Regions from separate parts of the Mus musculus genome. Here region 2 is linked to region 1. A link is a contact called in public promoter capture Hi-C data. All regions are on one chromosome and are shown on one strand. Each heading gives the region's core, a stretch centred on a gene start, on an enhancer-like site or on the middle of the called end of the contact. The rest is flanking DNA. Distances are from core to core; before and after follow the strand shown. Region 1 holds the start of Gstm5 (glutathione S-transferase, mu 5). Region 2 holds the start of Gstm1 (glutathione S-transferase, mu 1).

Evidence for each region. Promoter capture Hi-C pulls out the DNA fragments that hold promoters and counts their contacts.
Region 2: a contact with region 1 is called in a promoter capture Hi-C map of the HPC-7 cell line. The contact joins the promoter of Gstm1 here to the promoter of Gstm5 in region 1. A contact is called at or near these places in 10 of 39 promoter capture datasets (the 3T3-L1 cell line, the HPC-7 cell line, cranial neural crest and 6 more), 1 of 15 datasets of contacts at CTCF or cohesin (the NIH/3T3 cell line), 6 of 484 Hi-C or Micro-C datasets (cerebral cortex, extraembryonic endoderm stem cells, muscle stem cells and 2 more), 5 of 115 datasets of contacts at active chromatin or transcription factors (astrocytes, bone marrow-derived macrophages, embryonic forebrain and 2 more) and 4 of 9 other capture datasets (adipose tissue, embryonic stem cells, liver and 1 more).

Annotation. Positions count from the first base shown.
Region 1 is chr3:107,891,154-107,898,347 of GRCm38.p6, reverse strand. Gstm5 (glutathione S-transferase, mu 5) reads right to left here and starts at 2,494. Exons shown (of 8, transcript NM_010360.2): 1 at 2,350-2,494; 2 at 1,975-2,050; 3 at 1,658-1,722; 4 at 979-1,060; 5 at 786-886; 6 at 286-381; 7 at 72-182. The coding sequence starts at 2,394. 4933431E20Rik (RIKEN cDNA 4933431E20 gene) reads left to right here and starts at 2,135. Exons shown (of 3, transcript NR_015459.1): 1 at 2,135-2,705; 2 at 4,120-4,297; 3 at 4,841-7,194. Eps8l3 (EPS8-like 3) reads right to left here. Exons shown (of 19, transcript NM_133867.2): 16 at 6,965-7,093; 17 at 6,582-6,655; 18 at 5,982-6,114; 19 at 5,448-5,765. The coding sequence ends at 5,754.
Region 2 is chr3:108,014,487-108,021,680 of GRCm38.p6, reverse strand. Gstm1 (glutathione S-transferase, mu 1) reads left to right here and starts at 3,708. Exons shown (of 8, transcript NM_010358.5): 1 at 3,708-3,941; 2 at 4,255-4,330; 3 at 4,733-4,797; 4 at 5,081-5,162; 5 at 5,253-5,353; 6 at 6,641-6,736; 7 at 6,818-6,928. The coding sequence starts at 3,906. It also overlaps the pseudogene Gm12502.

The DNA of each region.
Region 1 (7,194 bases), core at 1,245-3,744:
AGCACAATGGGGCCTACAGGCCATAGGGGAGCCTGTGCATAGTGCTTTGAGAAAGGGGTAGTGAACATCACCTCAAAACGGCACATGAAAGCCTTCAGGTTTGGGAACTCATCCAGACACTTGGGCTCAAATATACGGTTCTGATCCAAGACATCATAGGTGAGAAAATCCACAAAGGTCAGCTAGAAAGAATGAGGACAATGAAGTGTCATGCCTAAGGAACTCACCAATACCTGCAGAGATAGACAGGCAGGCAGGCAGCCTCTCCCTGTGCCTTCTCCCTACCTTTTCTCCTGCAAACCATGTGAATTTCCCCAGGAACAATGAGAATTGTTTCAGCTGTGCAGGTAGCTGTTCCAAGTACTGAGGCTTCAGGTTTTCCTAGGAAAGAAAAGCAATAGCTATTGTTGGGTCAACACATGGCTCAATGGGGGTGAATAGAGTTTGATTCCCAGGTCCCACATTAATGTAGAAGTCTTTGGACTTCTACACACACTGGCCCCTTCCCCCAATAGCTATAGTCAGGGCCTGGACCAGTGATGGACACACTCTAGGCAGCTTCTTTCTGCCTTTAATTGGAGAAGGCAGGATGGAGAGCTGGGGCTTTGGAAAGGAGGAGGAGCTAACACCAGACTTACAGGACAAACCACACCAAAAAATAGAGTCTGTTTCTAATCCTTCCAGTTTGGGTTGATAGAAAGATGGCAACCATAGAAGCGAGCAGAATAATCCTTAGCACTTTGGCCTGAAACCCAACAAAGGTGATTCCAGATGAGGAAACTTACGTGGTTAGAATTGTAGCAGAGGCGAACCAGCTGCATGCGGAAGTCCATGATCTGGTTCTCCATGATGTCTACTCGTATCTTTTCTTCTTCAGTGTCACCACCTGCAGCCAGATGGCAACAAATCACCCTCAGGATTGCCAACCTCCAGGTGAGCCAACTGCCTCCTCCCTCCTATCCCCTTCAGCCCACTCACACATGTTGTGCTTGCGTGCGATGTATCTCAGGATGGCGTTACTCTGGGTGATCTTGTTCTTCCCGTCCATGAGGTAGGGCAGCTAGAAGGGGAAAGTTAATGTGAACCTAGTCCTCCAGGACCGCCACTCCTCTGGAAAAGAGAAGACTTGCAAGGTGTGTGAGAGTAGAAGCCAGGAGAAATAACTAAATAAATAGAAAGTAGCACTGGGTCCTCACCTGACTCTAGACAAGGGTGCTTAATCCTGTGTGTCACTGTGAATGTATGTGTGGCATATAGACGTTTAAAAAGCAAAATGTAAATATTTTATACCTTAAAGTATGTAAAAGTAGGGTGATTATGGATACATTTAAAAAAAAAATAGGTGTTTTAACAACCAGGACACATGAGGATACATTTAGGATACCATGAAAATACCTGGAATCTATCAGTGATAAAGTCACAGACCTGGCTATCAACTCATGTCTCTTATAGCCTGCCTTTAAGAGGAGAATATTAGTGTTTCTCAGACGTTAGTAGGAAATAAAATGTTATTCTCAGTTCTGTTCAATGACCCTTGAATTCTATCCATTCTATAAACGTGAAGAGTCTCTATCTAGATGCTCCCAAGCCAGAGATGAAGTGAAAACAGATACACTTGAAGGCCTTCCCTTCTGCCCACTCCTCCAAAACCACCTACGTTAGGAAAGTCCAGATCTAGCTTGAATTTCACGTCCAGCCATTGGCTTCTATCATAGTCAGGAGCTGTAAGAGAGAAGTGGGACCCAAGCCCGTTACCGACCTAGCTGAGACTTAGACCTGTTATCTCAAGTTCCCAATCCCCAAAAACTAACCCTTGAGTTTCTGCAAAGATGGGCCTGAACAGCAAGAGATAACTCTATGGGCCTCTCTTGGCAAAGTTCCCAGCTTACAGGAGCAGGGGGTCCCACACCATCTTGGTGTGGTACAACCCTCTGGGTAAAAAACAACTGTAGCGCACCCACAGACATTCATTACCTTCCCCACAGATGTACCGTTTCTCCTCATAGCTGGTATCAGTAAACTCCAGAAGCATGCGGATAGCATGAGCCAGCTAAAAGCAGGGGATGGAGAAAGACCCCGGTCAGCGCGCCTGCGCAGTGCCCACTTGCTCGCAGGCCCCCTCCGTCAATGTCCCCAACCCAACGCTGCCAAGCTCCTGCGTCCTGTCCAGGGAAATTGTCCTTAGGCAGCCCCTTCGCTCACGCCCGGGAACTTCCAGTACCTTATTCCTCTACCCACAGTCCTGGGGACCCCATAGGTAGGCTGGAGATCGGCCCACCGGCCCCTGACCCCCGCCCGGCCGCCTGCACCTCTCTGTCCCAGAGGCTGGGCTGGCGAGGGACCACTCACCCCGCGGATATCCCAGTAACCCAGAACCATAGACTTGGATGACATTTTGGGCGATCTTAGCCCCTTCGGGGATACAGCGATGGACTGTGGGCGGCTAACTTTATACTGGACGCTGTGGGCCGGGCTGACGCGACCGAACTGTCTCCTCCTCTCTCGCTCTATGCTCCACCCGCCCTCCGCGTGGTCAGTGGGCGGTGCGCAGGCGCAGCTGCTGCGGCTCCTGAAATCCTCCGGTGTGAACTTCTCCCAGGGCTGTTGATGCTTCATCTACTCTTCTGGCAGTGGGGGCCTGGACCTTAGTTACCCGGGAAGCGTGAGTCATGTTGCACAGTTGAGCTGGCACATAAAACTACGAGGTAGGAAACGATTCAGGTATAAGGTACTTTGGGGATAGAAACATTTTCTATGTAAGATACAAATGGCTCTGTGAAGACTGAGGGAGGCTGGGGACACTAAACAGGTCCACTGTGAAAAAGGATAGGTCATGCACATTGGAAATGCCTCAAAGGACACTCCAGGAAAGAGGAGGGTAGAGCAAACACCGAAAGGTGACAAATAGCTATGCAAGATAAACAGCAGGTGCTGTCGAGTTAGGCTGGTTTATGGGAGGAGTCAAAACATTAAGCATTTGGGGCAGGTTGCAAAGGGTATGGACAGCCAGACAGACAGAGGGTGTGAGTGTTTTCTCTCTGCTCTGTGGGGAGTGTATAGGATCTAGATCATAATGTTCACTAGCAGTATAATGCAAGACAGACATATGATTGTTTTTAAATGGTTTGCTTCTAGTTTTTTTTTTTTTAAGGAGGCAATGAATCCATAGTATACTTACGTAGCCCAATATATACTGTTTCAGAATGTAGTATGAAAATTATTGAGATGTCTTCTATTTTTTTGTTTTAGTACCTTACATTTAAAACACAACTCCACTAAGGGTAACCTCATCTTTTAAAAAAGATTTATTTATTCATTTTATATATGTGAGTATACTGTCGCTCTCTCTCTTCAGTCACACCAGAAGAGGGCATTGGATCCCACTATAGACTGTTGTGAGCCACCTTGTGGTTGCTGGGAATTGAACTCAGGACCTCTGGAAGAGCAGTTGGTGCTCTTAACTGCTGAGTCATCTCTCCAGCCCCAGGTAACCTCATTCTGATGCTCAGGATCCACAAGTTAGTCGGAAAATGATAAGCATATTGTGGAGTAAAACAGCACAAAAGGGGAAAGGCCCCTTGCGGGTGGGACCATCCCTGGGCTGGGTGTCTTGGGTTCTATAAGAGGGCAGGCTGAGCAAGCCAGGGGAAGCAAGCCAGTAAGGAACAGCCCTTCATGGCCTCTTCATCAGCTCCTGCTTCCTGACCTGCTTGAGTTCCAGTCCTGACTTCTTTCAGTGATGAACAGCAATGTGGAAATGTAAGCTGAATAAACCCTTTCCTCCCCAACTGCTTCTTGGTCATGATGTTTGTGCAGGAATAGAAATCCTGACTAAGACACCAGGCCTCCCGGAGCCCCAAGTCTGGGTGTGGGAAATTATGTCTCCCCGTTAGTTTAACTGACTCAAACTTCAGACTTTGTAAAAGGACATTTTTCTAAAATAAAGAAGAAATGGTACAGAGACATGTGACTGTATAATGCCTGGGTTGATTCCTCCCAAGAAAACAAAAGCCAGCAACAAATTAACTTGAGCCACGAGTCTAAAACTTCTAGAGTAGTCTAAGTATTCTACTTGTTTCATGATATATCCCAATTCAGGCTAAATAACTTTGTGATTAGGTGTTCTGCCCAGTTTATAGAACAAGGAATTGAAGCTTGGAGAAGATTGATGGACCACTCAAGTTCCCTGGATGGTCCAGGATGCAGACTGAGGATGGCCTAAAACATTAGTTTTGCTGGCTCCCTGTGCTTGGCTAACTTTAGAGCCTCTTACCTTGCCACAGTCTTTTCTATGAAGGTAGGTGAACACTGGGGTAGAGCACATTTTTTTTCCTAATCCTATAGATTTCCCCTGGTTTTCAGCTTTAAGATGGGCCAAGGCCAATGGGATAGTGGCTCCTTCCATTCGAAGACCTTAACTTTTCTGAATTGGCTACCTTGCCCCTAACAACTCTGAAGGCCTTTCCCTCCCTCTCCCCCCACCCCCTTCCTTTGAGGTAAAAGTTTTGCTTTCATACTCAGTGTTACTGAGGATTTTGTGAGGCCAGGAAGTTGAGAGTGAATGATAGAGTCCATCTGAAAATAAGGTATTTAGCTCGGGATGATGTTACAGTCTTGGATAAATTCAGCCAAAAGAGATTTCCTGGACAATCTTAAGAACCTGTTAGGGGCTCTTGAATCCATGAGAACAGCAAACCTTAACAACAGGGTATCTCAATTGAAGCATAGCTTCTCTTCCATGGAGAAGAATTCATTCCATGAGCTTTGAGCCGGAAGTAAACTATATACACCAATAGAGAGTACAAGCCATAGACAGCCCTAACTCTTCATTTAACCCTAGGACAGAGAGCCAAGGAGTGGACCAACATGCCTGAGTTTACACAGTGGACCTGAGGACCGTCACCTCCCAGTGCAATGTTCCTGTGTACTGCCACTGAAGAGACAGGTGGGAGGGAGCTCAAGGTTGACTTGCCTAACAACCATTGCTTGAAAGACAAAGCTCCCAAGGAGAGCACAAAATACCTCACTCGAGACTCCTCTGCATCACCAACCAGTGTGAAGAAAGCCTGCAGCTGTCAGCAGAGTATTCTTTGTCTCGGTGACACGCTGTGCCTACAGTTGGACTAGAAACTTTGGATTAGGGTGTGAGTCGTGCCCCATAGGACAGAGGTGGTGCATGTAGCCTCATTTTGGAGTTTATTTAGAGAGGAGAAAGAATGTACCATAGTCCCCAAAGGCTCTAGGTTACAGTGAATTCTCTTTAGTTCAGTTATAGTTTAGTTTAGCTTGGTTTGGTTAGCTGTGGTTCCGTTCTGTTCCGTTCTGTTCTGTTCGGTTCAGTTCGGTTCAGTTGCAGAGTTGTTGCTCTTTCATGCTTTGCATCCCAACTCCCTGCTCTCTCTTGGCTTTGGTTCCCATCAGGTCCAGAATAAATGGCAAGGAGAGGGTCATAGAACAAGTTAAACGATGCTTTTTATTGGCAGGATTGGGACTAAAGAGATCAGGAGTAAGACTGGGAATAAGTATGCCAACTTAGGGTGTGGGGTAAAATAAATAGTAACCGGTGAGGGTCTCCAACCCAATGAGGTACCATTTGCCTCAGTGTCTGGACCTGTTCATCTTCTTTGCTTTGTGATCCAGGATATGTGGCTTGCCACTAACTGAAAGAGGACTTCCAGGGGCTCTAACTGGGTACCAAATACTCCATCTTGCACATGAGAGGTCCTTGGTCTTAGAGGTATTCGAGCTGGTCTCTAATGAGTCATCTGAAGGGAGAAAACAATTCAGATGGGGCTGGTTCCTAGTGAGGGACTCCCCAGAGTTTATATCACCAATGCGATTAGAACTTCAAGACACACCTGAACGGATGGAGCTGAGTCCCCAGAGGAATAGCCCATGCCTAGTGTCCCCAGCTCTCCCTTTCTCACCCCAGGAGAATTAAATTCCTCTGAATAGGAGTCAGGATCCCAGAGCTTCCTCACCCCCAGCATCCTTCTGACAGCGTCCAGCCGGGCCTGGATCCGTGGAGCCTCCTGTGGACACAGCATCTGCAGCTCCCCAGGTCTCATGTGAAGTAGCTGGCTTCCCATTAGGGACCCGAGGGTCCTTACAGTGCTGTAAATAACAATGGTAGAATCCACCAGAAGTAGGGTGGGCAGATTCTAGGTCTTAGTATTTGTGTAGAGAAGGAAAGTTGGGGTTACAGGAATTAGGTATCTGCAGGTACAGGGATACACCTAGTGGTTTGGTCTCAGTGAACCACAGAACTCCGAGATTTGAGGGCAGAAACACTTTAAAAAAGACTGGTCTGGAAGGGAAGGGTGGCTAAGGTGGGCAGCCCAAGTTCTTCCAGAATTTGCTACCCTTGACTCTTTCTCTTTCACTACATATGGCCTCTGCACTGGGTGACCTACCCTAGGCTCAGACAAGCAGCTTTCATTCAGCAGAGAAAGCCTAAGATGGAGTCATCAAGTACAGTGGAAGCTAGGTCACACTCTCTAACTCTGAGAGTGAATGGAGCCTGTGGTTCTCCCATTTACAGGGCTCACCGCCCCTCATCCCCCAGGGGACTGGTCACTCACACAGTGGAGAAGTTCTCTGCTTGTAGCCAGGCTGTGACCTCCTCAGGCTTTGAGCTCAGGCGAAGCATTGGGGCCTGGAATCAAGGAGCACTAGAAGTCAGAGGTCATCCCATCTTACAAACATACACAGCCTCCTGTATTGGGTCCCTTCTACTGAGATCCCATCAGGATGCTTATCTCACCTTCTGGTTTCCTAGTTCGGCAGGGACGCTCACCTAATCTTTGTTCAGACCCTATAATGAACTTGGCACCGAGGAAGCATGCAATGATATTGATTAAACTGAACTAAGATTGTCTCTGTTTGTCACCTAATCCTCCCTACTACCACTTCTGACTTCTGACTTAGGACTCAGGGCTTCTGGGTACCCCAGCGTGGGAAGTACCCTAAAGGATGGTTGTCGGTGGCCTCTCGGGGCTCCAGCTGGCAGGGGCTCCAGGATATTGCTGGGAATGTAACCAGTCAGTCCTGCTTCGTTCTTCACCAGCCACCATCGCTTGCTCTGATCCAGAACCTACCGAGAATCACCACATTAGCCCCCAGAGCCTCCATCCTCCCATCCCCTCTGCCCCCAAGACCGTGTCTTTCCCCGCCTGACCTTTCCCACTTTCCTTC
Region 2 (7,194 bases), core at 2,459-4,958, 120 kb before region 1:
CAATTTTGAAATCATTTGTTCAGATTTATAGTTGCTTTATTCTGTCTCCTGATGTGTACTAACTTGGAATCTTCCCATGTTGAATAAGGTCTTCTGTCCCAGGCTGGACTTAAAGTTGCTGTGAGGCTGAAGATGACCTTGATGGTTCTTCTGTTCCAGCCCCAGCCTCCTGAGTGTTAAGGTTACAGGTGAGCGCCACCAGCCTTGTTAATGATGTTCTTGGGATTGACTGCAAGGCTTTATGAATGCCTAGCAAGCTCTCTGCCACTTGGGCCATTTCTCCAGTCTCGGGAATTTTCTCTCTCTCTCTCTCTCTCTCTCTCTCTCTCTCTCTCTCTCTCTCTCTCTCTCTCTTGGTTTTTCGAGACAAGGTTTCTCTGTGTAGCCCTGGCTGTCCTGGAACTCACTTTGTAGACCAGGCTGGCCTCGAACTCAGAAATCCGCTTGCCTCTGCCTCCCGAGTGCTGGGATTAAAGGTGTGTACCACCACCCTGATCGCTGGCCGGTCCGAGTCGCCCTGTGACTGCTCTGTTTACCTCTAGACCTGAGTGCAAAGATGGTGGCAGCAGGGCTAAGGACCTGGCATTCCCTTCCCAGGCTGGTGGCAGGTGAGTGTGGTCCGGAGCTAAGTGAGGTAGGCCAGGCTCTTCCAACCTCATCTGATGGCTTCTGGCCACAGCAAGTGTTGGGTGGTGATGGGCAACAGGGGAGTTGAGGAGGGGAAAGCAGTACCCCTTGATAAAGGTGGGGACACGGGAAGCCCCGAATTCCTCACCCATGGCCAATTTCAGAGGGAGGGGAGGGTTACAATCTAAGCTTTGGCCAAGGGTGGGAGTGGAAGAGTGGGGACCATGGCTTGGATGGGGCATCACTTAAGACTGAAGAAAGCAGGGGTGCAGCCAAAGCGCCCCAAGCCCAGCAGTAGTCAGTCCCACAACTGCTACTTGAAGCCTTCCCATCTATTCTAAGGGCCACCACACAGCCGTGGCAGAGGGCGGGGAGGGCAAAGGCAGACTCAGGCCAAGGGCCAGCAGCAGGTGATTGTGTGACGTGTCTGTTCACAGTTGTGTTAGCTGTGCCCACCGCTCCCACAGGAAACCGATTTCAACACCTTCTTGATCCCAGACGTTCAACCAGGCAGACAGCGGTTACACTTGACAGTTGATGTTACACAGCACAACTTAGGTATTTCAAATGGACGAGAAGTTAGTATCAGAACAGTGCCTCAGGATGAAGGCTGAGTGGAGCTTCCTCTCCAGTACTTTGAGGTCTACAGATGTATCTAGAAAATTCACTACTGTGGAAAATGAAGACTTGGGTTGGATGGGGAGGGGAGGCCGGGGCCTTGGTGACTAATTGCTGTAACGCTGTCCTTCCGGTGGCTGTGGCAGCTTCATGTTCTCTTTTGGCATCATCAGGCGCCGCAGTTCCTGCAGGATGACTTTGATGCTGTGGGAGTTCTGCCACTTTGCCAGCACTGCCGTGGCTCTCGGATCCACCACTCCATTCGAACTGCTCACGCCGCTCATATTGACTCTTGTTACAAATTTTACAGACAGGGGTGCCTCTGGGTACTTAGGCCCACACTCTATCTTAAGGCTGTATATTCGGTTTTCATAGATTGTTCGTGGAGGCCCAATTATCATGCCTGTCCATCTTGTAAGTGTCATGCCCTCGTCGTCCTCCAGACCCCAGCTAACTGTGCCATCGCCTACTCCTTTCTGTCCTTCTTCCAATTCTTCTAACAGTCAGAAATTTTGAGGGACTTTTACTCCCGAGCCTGTGGTGGCTGACATCTTGCGCCGCTGTCACTCGAAGGCCGGCCCCTTCTTCACCCCCACCCCGAGTTTTAAAATTTTTAAAGCCATTATTTATAGAATTCTGTGGTTTTGCATGGACCATGTTGAATGTCACCCATTGGCCTGGAAGAAATTACGGAATCCATCTCAGATGTCACTCTATAGGTTATAAGCCAAATTTCCTCCAGCACATTTAGATTTTTTTCCTGTACAGTGTCCTTTTAAGACACTAGGGCTGGCTGCACTGTGAACTTGTGACAGTGCACAGAGACACCCAGAGGATCAGTGACCAACGCTGGGATTAAATTCTCCAAGACAGCACTGGCTGTGACTCCTAGCTTCAGATCTCTCCACGTCTCCAGTCCCCACAGTTCCCTGCTGCCTTTCAGGGACCTTTCTCATTCAAAGGGACAATGATCTCGGACTCTGGGGACCCTGCATTGAGAACTTGCTGTCCTAGCCCTTATCCCTGTCTGCAGATAGATTCTGTCCTCTGAAGGGCTCCAGGGCTCTGGCTCCCTTCCCAGGCCCTCTGAGTCCTTGTCCTAGACAGTATGGATTCCTTCTGCTTTCTTCCACTCCTCCTTCTCTACTTCCCACAGTGTGTGACAATCTGCTGAAGTGCCTCATTCATACTTGCAAAATATGTCCCTGTAGTTCCCACCAAACTGCTGCTAAAGCCCCAGTGACATGGTCACTTTTCGTGCATCCTCACCAAGACCTGCAGAACATGTGGTTTCTTTAATGTCCTAGGATGAGATGGCCTCTGCTTGCCCCCTGCAACCTCACTGCACAGCTCCTATGTGGGTGACATGATATGTTGCCTTCATACCCCGTAGTCCCAGTAAAGGATGATTTAATCCCAAAATGTACGTCCTGCAGAGCAACAGCCTTGGCCTTTGACTTGTAAACTCATTTTAGTCTCCCCTTCCATCAAGCCTCTTGGTTGTCTGCAAAAAAGAAAGTAAACAGGTAGGACAGTGTTCTTGGGAGGACATTGACCTTGTGAAGGTAATACTACAGGGCATATACTACTTGTGAAGGATATACTACTATATATCTCAGGGTAACCTGAAAGGTCATTTGAGCCACCCTGTCATATACAAACGCATGTCCGGAGCCTGGGCCAGGTCCTGCATTTAGGGACAGCTGAGGGTCTTGCTTTGGGCTCCCATGTGTACAGCATCCTGGTATCCCTTGAAAGCAAACTTCTTGGGTCACATGCTCTCCCTCTCTATGGCACAACCCAGCGTGGGCTCTTTTTCTCCCTTGTGCTCTGCTGGGTTTTGTCAGCTGACTGTTGTCCACAGCTGTGGCTTCCCTCAAACTTCCGGCCCCTCTGTGGTTGGTACTTGAATTTAGATTCATAAACACGGCCAAAATACAGATTAGTTTTTTAATAACTGATAACAGTTCTCAAACCCCCTAAAGGAAAATACGGAGCCCTGTTTATCTCTGCCTTGGGGTTGTTTCCATGTCACCGACTGTTCCTGTAACTTGAGGCTGTGTGCGCAAAAATCCGGTACCTGTCAGACTGACAGAGTTCTTTCCATGACGATAAGTGCTACATTAAACTCTCAGGTCGGGGGCTCTCGCCTTTTTGTCTTTAAGCTGAGAGTTGAGCCTCCCCAATGACAGATTCCCACAGTCTGGGTGTGAAAACCGAGCTCTGCAAAAGAAAGGAAGGCGGGAGAACACCCACCCAATGTTCTTTCGCTGTCTGGCCAGACTCCAGGCAAAGTGCTAGCTAGTCTAGGGAGCATCCAGCAGGCGGCGATGGCGGCAGTCGCTAAGAGGGTTTCGGGGGAAGCAGGAGAGCAGATTCTGTTTCAGCGTGTGCAAAACAGAATCCCGGGACAGAGGCCGCTAAGGATCTTAACCCCGCCTCTCCCGGAGAGGGTGTGGCCTCTGCCTTCCGCTTTAGGGTCTGCTGCTCTGGTTACAGACCTAGGAAGGGGAGTGCCTAATTGGGATTGGTGCAGGGTTGGGAGGGACCCGCTGTTTTGTCCTGCCCACGTTTCTCTAGTAGTCTGTATAAAGTCACAACTCCAAACACACAGGTCAGTCCTGCTGAAGCCAGTTTGAGAAGACCACAGCACCAGCACCATGCCTATGATACTGGGATACTGGAACGTCCGCGGAGTGAGAGAGGGGTCCACTTGGAGGGTGGGACTGGGATGTGAAGCAGAAAGTTCTTAAGAGCAGGAGCCCTTCCTACAGCGGGTACTCTTCAGCTCTCACTGGAATCTCCTGCCTGTAGCTCTCAGCGCTCAGTTTACGCACTTGGGTGGCTGTGTGTGTGTGCGTGCGCGCGCGCGTATGTGTGTGGTGTGCACATGCACGTGCGGGGTGACGGCGTTTGTGCAGTGTGGGAGGTCTCAACGGGTGAAGATGAAGTCATACAAAGAAGTCCCCACAATGTCTGACCTCTGTCTCTTCTGGTCATCTCTCCCAGCTGACACACCCGATCCGCATGCTCCTGGAATACACAGACTCAAGCTATGATGAGAAGAGATACACCATGGGTGACGGTAATGCCACCTTCCTGGTCAGACACCTGCTTCCCTCTTACCTATCAAACTATGCCTAGATTTCCCGTTATTTAGCCCTGCTGGTCTCCCTCTAGCTAAAGATAGAGGCTGCTGCTTCCAGAAACCTCTTTGAGAGTGCAGTTTGATTTTCCAATATAGATCATGGAGAATGGAGTTCCTTGGTCCATTTGTATTTATAATTCGACAGAATTCACTACTGGGGTCTTATTGGGTCCAGGCTGCCTTTATTATCAGTTGTTATTCAGACCCTTCTCCACATTGGAAAGTAACTCTCTGTAACAGGTTGCAGAGGCCCTGCCTTAGGGGTTCTTGCTACTGGTCGATAATCTGTAGAAGGGTGGGACAGTGGGGTAATGCCTTTTCACATCTTCTTGTTTACAGCTCCCGACTTTGACAGAAGCCAGTGGCTGAATGAGAAGTTCAAGCTGGGCCTGGACTTTCCCAATGTAGGTGCAGGGGAGGAGAGGTTTGGGGAAGACACGGTGATCTCACCTCATCTCCTGGCCTGGCTGAGGGTTTAGGATCAGTGTTTCTGCTCTCCTGCTCCATCCCTGCTGGCTGCACAGTGTTCTGTGATGGGCTGTGCCCCAGCTCTCTCATTCAGTGCACACTGTGCCCATGGAGGGCTTCCCATGGCAGGCACACTGTCAGGCCCTGTGTCTTCTCTCACCCAGAGAAAGGATTCAGGTACCCCATATCCCATCTGACCCTCCCTGCTTGTCCATCCAGCTGCCTTACTTGATCGATGGATCACACAAGATCACCCAGAGCAATGCCATCCTGCGCTACCTTGCCCGAAAGCACCACCTGGGTGAGTGGGGCTGGCCACAGGGTGGGAGATGGGGGATAATCTCCTCGGCTTGGCAAGGTTGGGATGCCTAGTGTACTGTGTGTGCTGCAGATGGAGAGACAGAGGAGGAGAGGATCCGTGCAGACATTGTGGAGAACCAGGTCATGGACACCCGCATGCAGCTCATCATGCTCTGTTACAACCCTGACTTTGTGAGTGGCCAGTGGGTGCGGCAGACAGGGTTCACAGCAGGAGTTAAAGTCTCACGTTCAGATCTGTAGCATCCTCCTTTGGTAATGATTCTCTAAGCTTTCTGATCTTACCAGCAGGATGACCCTTGTCACCCCTGAGATCTATCACATCAACACAGTGAAACTATCCCTGCTGGTCTTAGGATATGGTTAAGGTTCTGCTGGTGGACAGTTGATCTAAGTTATTCAGTACAGCTGTAAATCTCTGCTAAATCTGTCCATTGGTCTCTTCCAATGTGCCGTCTTACCCAGTGTTTATACCAAAAGCCCCCAGGATGAAATTAGGGGATGTGGAGTAAAAGTGCTTGCTACATAACATGAAGGCTTCAATATGAACTCTTAGCACCCTATAACACCCCCCCACACACACACACACCCAGTGTGGCAGCCTGGTCTTATAAATATAGTGCTCTGGGAGGAGAGGAGGGCTTCTTGGGTTTTGCTGACCACTGAGGCTAGTTGTTCTTTGAGCTCTAGATTTACTAAGAAACCCTGTCTCAGAAATAAGGTGCACAGTGATTGAGAAAGACACTTGGCATCAACATTGGACCCCCATGCACCAACAGGCACCAGTATACTCCCTAAGTGATAAGGAAGCAGATGTCTGACCAGGAAGGTGGCATTACCATCGCCCATGGTGTATCTCTTCTCCTCATAGCTTGAGTCTGTGTATTCCAGACTCAAGTAAGTAAATAAGTTATGTCTACACTGGTCTCACACATCTACCCAGTTCTTTCCCCACAGGTCTGTCTTAGGTACCAATAGAAAAGCAGGACATCTTCCTAGTAGCCAGCTCAGGGTCAGCCAGAGGAACTTTGAGTCCTTTTCCTTTCGGTATTAATCACTGATTAAAACTGAAGCACATCCTTCAAATATCTGATCTGTTCTCCTGCTCCCCGGTGGATCCAGTATAACTGTCTTCTCCTGGTGTCTCTGTGCCCTTTGTTTCTGTAGTTCCGCTGGGTCTCTGAGGCCAAAGCATGCTAGATACTCAGGAGGTTCTGGGTGTGACTCACAGCACCTGGTTTGGACTTCAGTGGTGACAGATTTCAGAGACAGTGTGAAATTTCTGCCAGGCTGTCCATCACCTCTGGCATGAATTCTGTCATTAGTAAAATCGTGACCTGTTAAATGGACTCCTAGACTAGGACCTGGCCCTTTCTTGGAAAGGTGGCTGTTCCATTGCCAAACCCTTTGCTGGGGAGCCTGAGTCTAAAGGTGGTGACAGCCAGCTGTTCTCTGCCTCAGGAGAAGCAGAAGCCAGAGTTCTTGAAGACCATCCCTGAGAAAATGAAGCTCTACTCTGAGTTCCTGGGCAAGAGGCCATGGTTTGCAGGGGACAAGGTAAAGGGAGGGGTGGGGAGGAGGGGTTGCCATCCTTCCCTGGTGTCAGATTCCAGAGCGCTCACCCTTGGCTTCCTGCAGGTCACCTATGTGGATTTCCTTGCTTATGACATTCTTGACCAGTACCGTATGTTTGAGCCCAAGTGCCTGGACGCCTTCCCAAACCTGAGGGACTTCCTGGCCCGCTTCGAGGTGATGCCCTGATCCTGCTTCCCCTTGGGTTGTCTTCTTTCTCGGGTCCATGATGCTTTCTAGTCCCAAGACTAGGAAAATAACCAGGATTTTCTGAGCTTCTGTAAAGAAGCATATTGGGCAATATTTATCCCTTCAAAATTCCAAAAGATTGATGCGATTCTGAGTCCCATTGGACAGATAAGGAGCCTGGTACTACAGAGGGTACTCATGTGCCCAAGGTCTCTGCACCTGCAGCTGCACTGGGATCTGGGGCAGCATTCAGT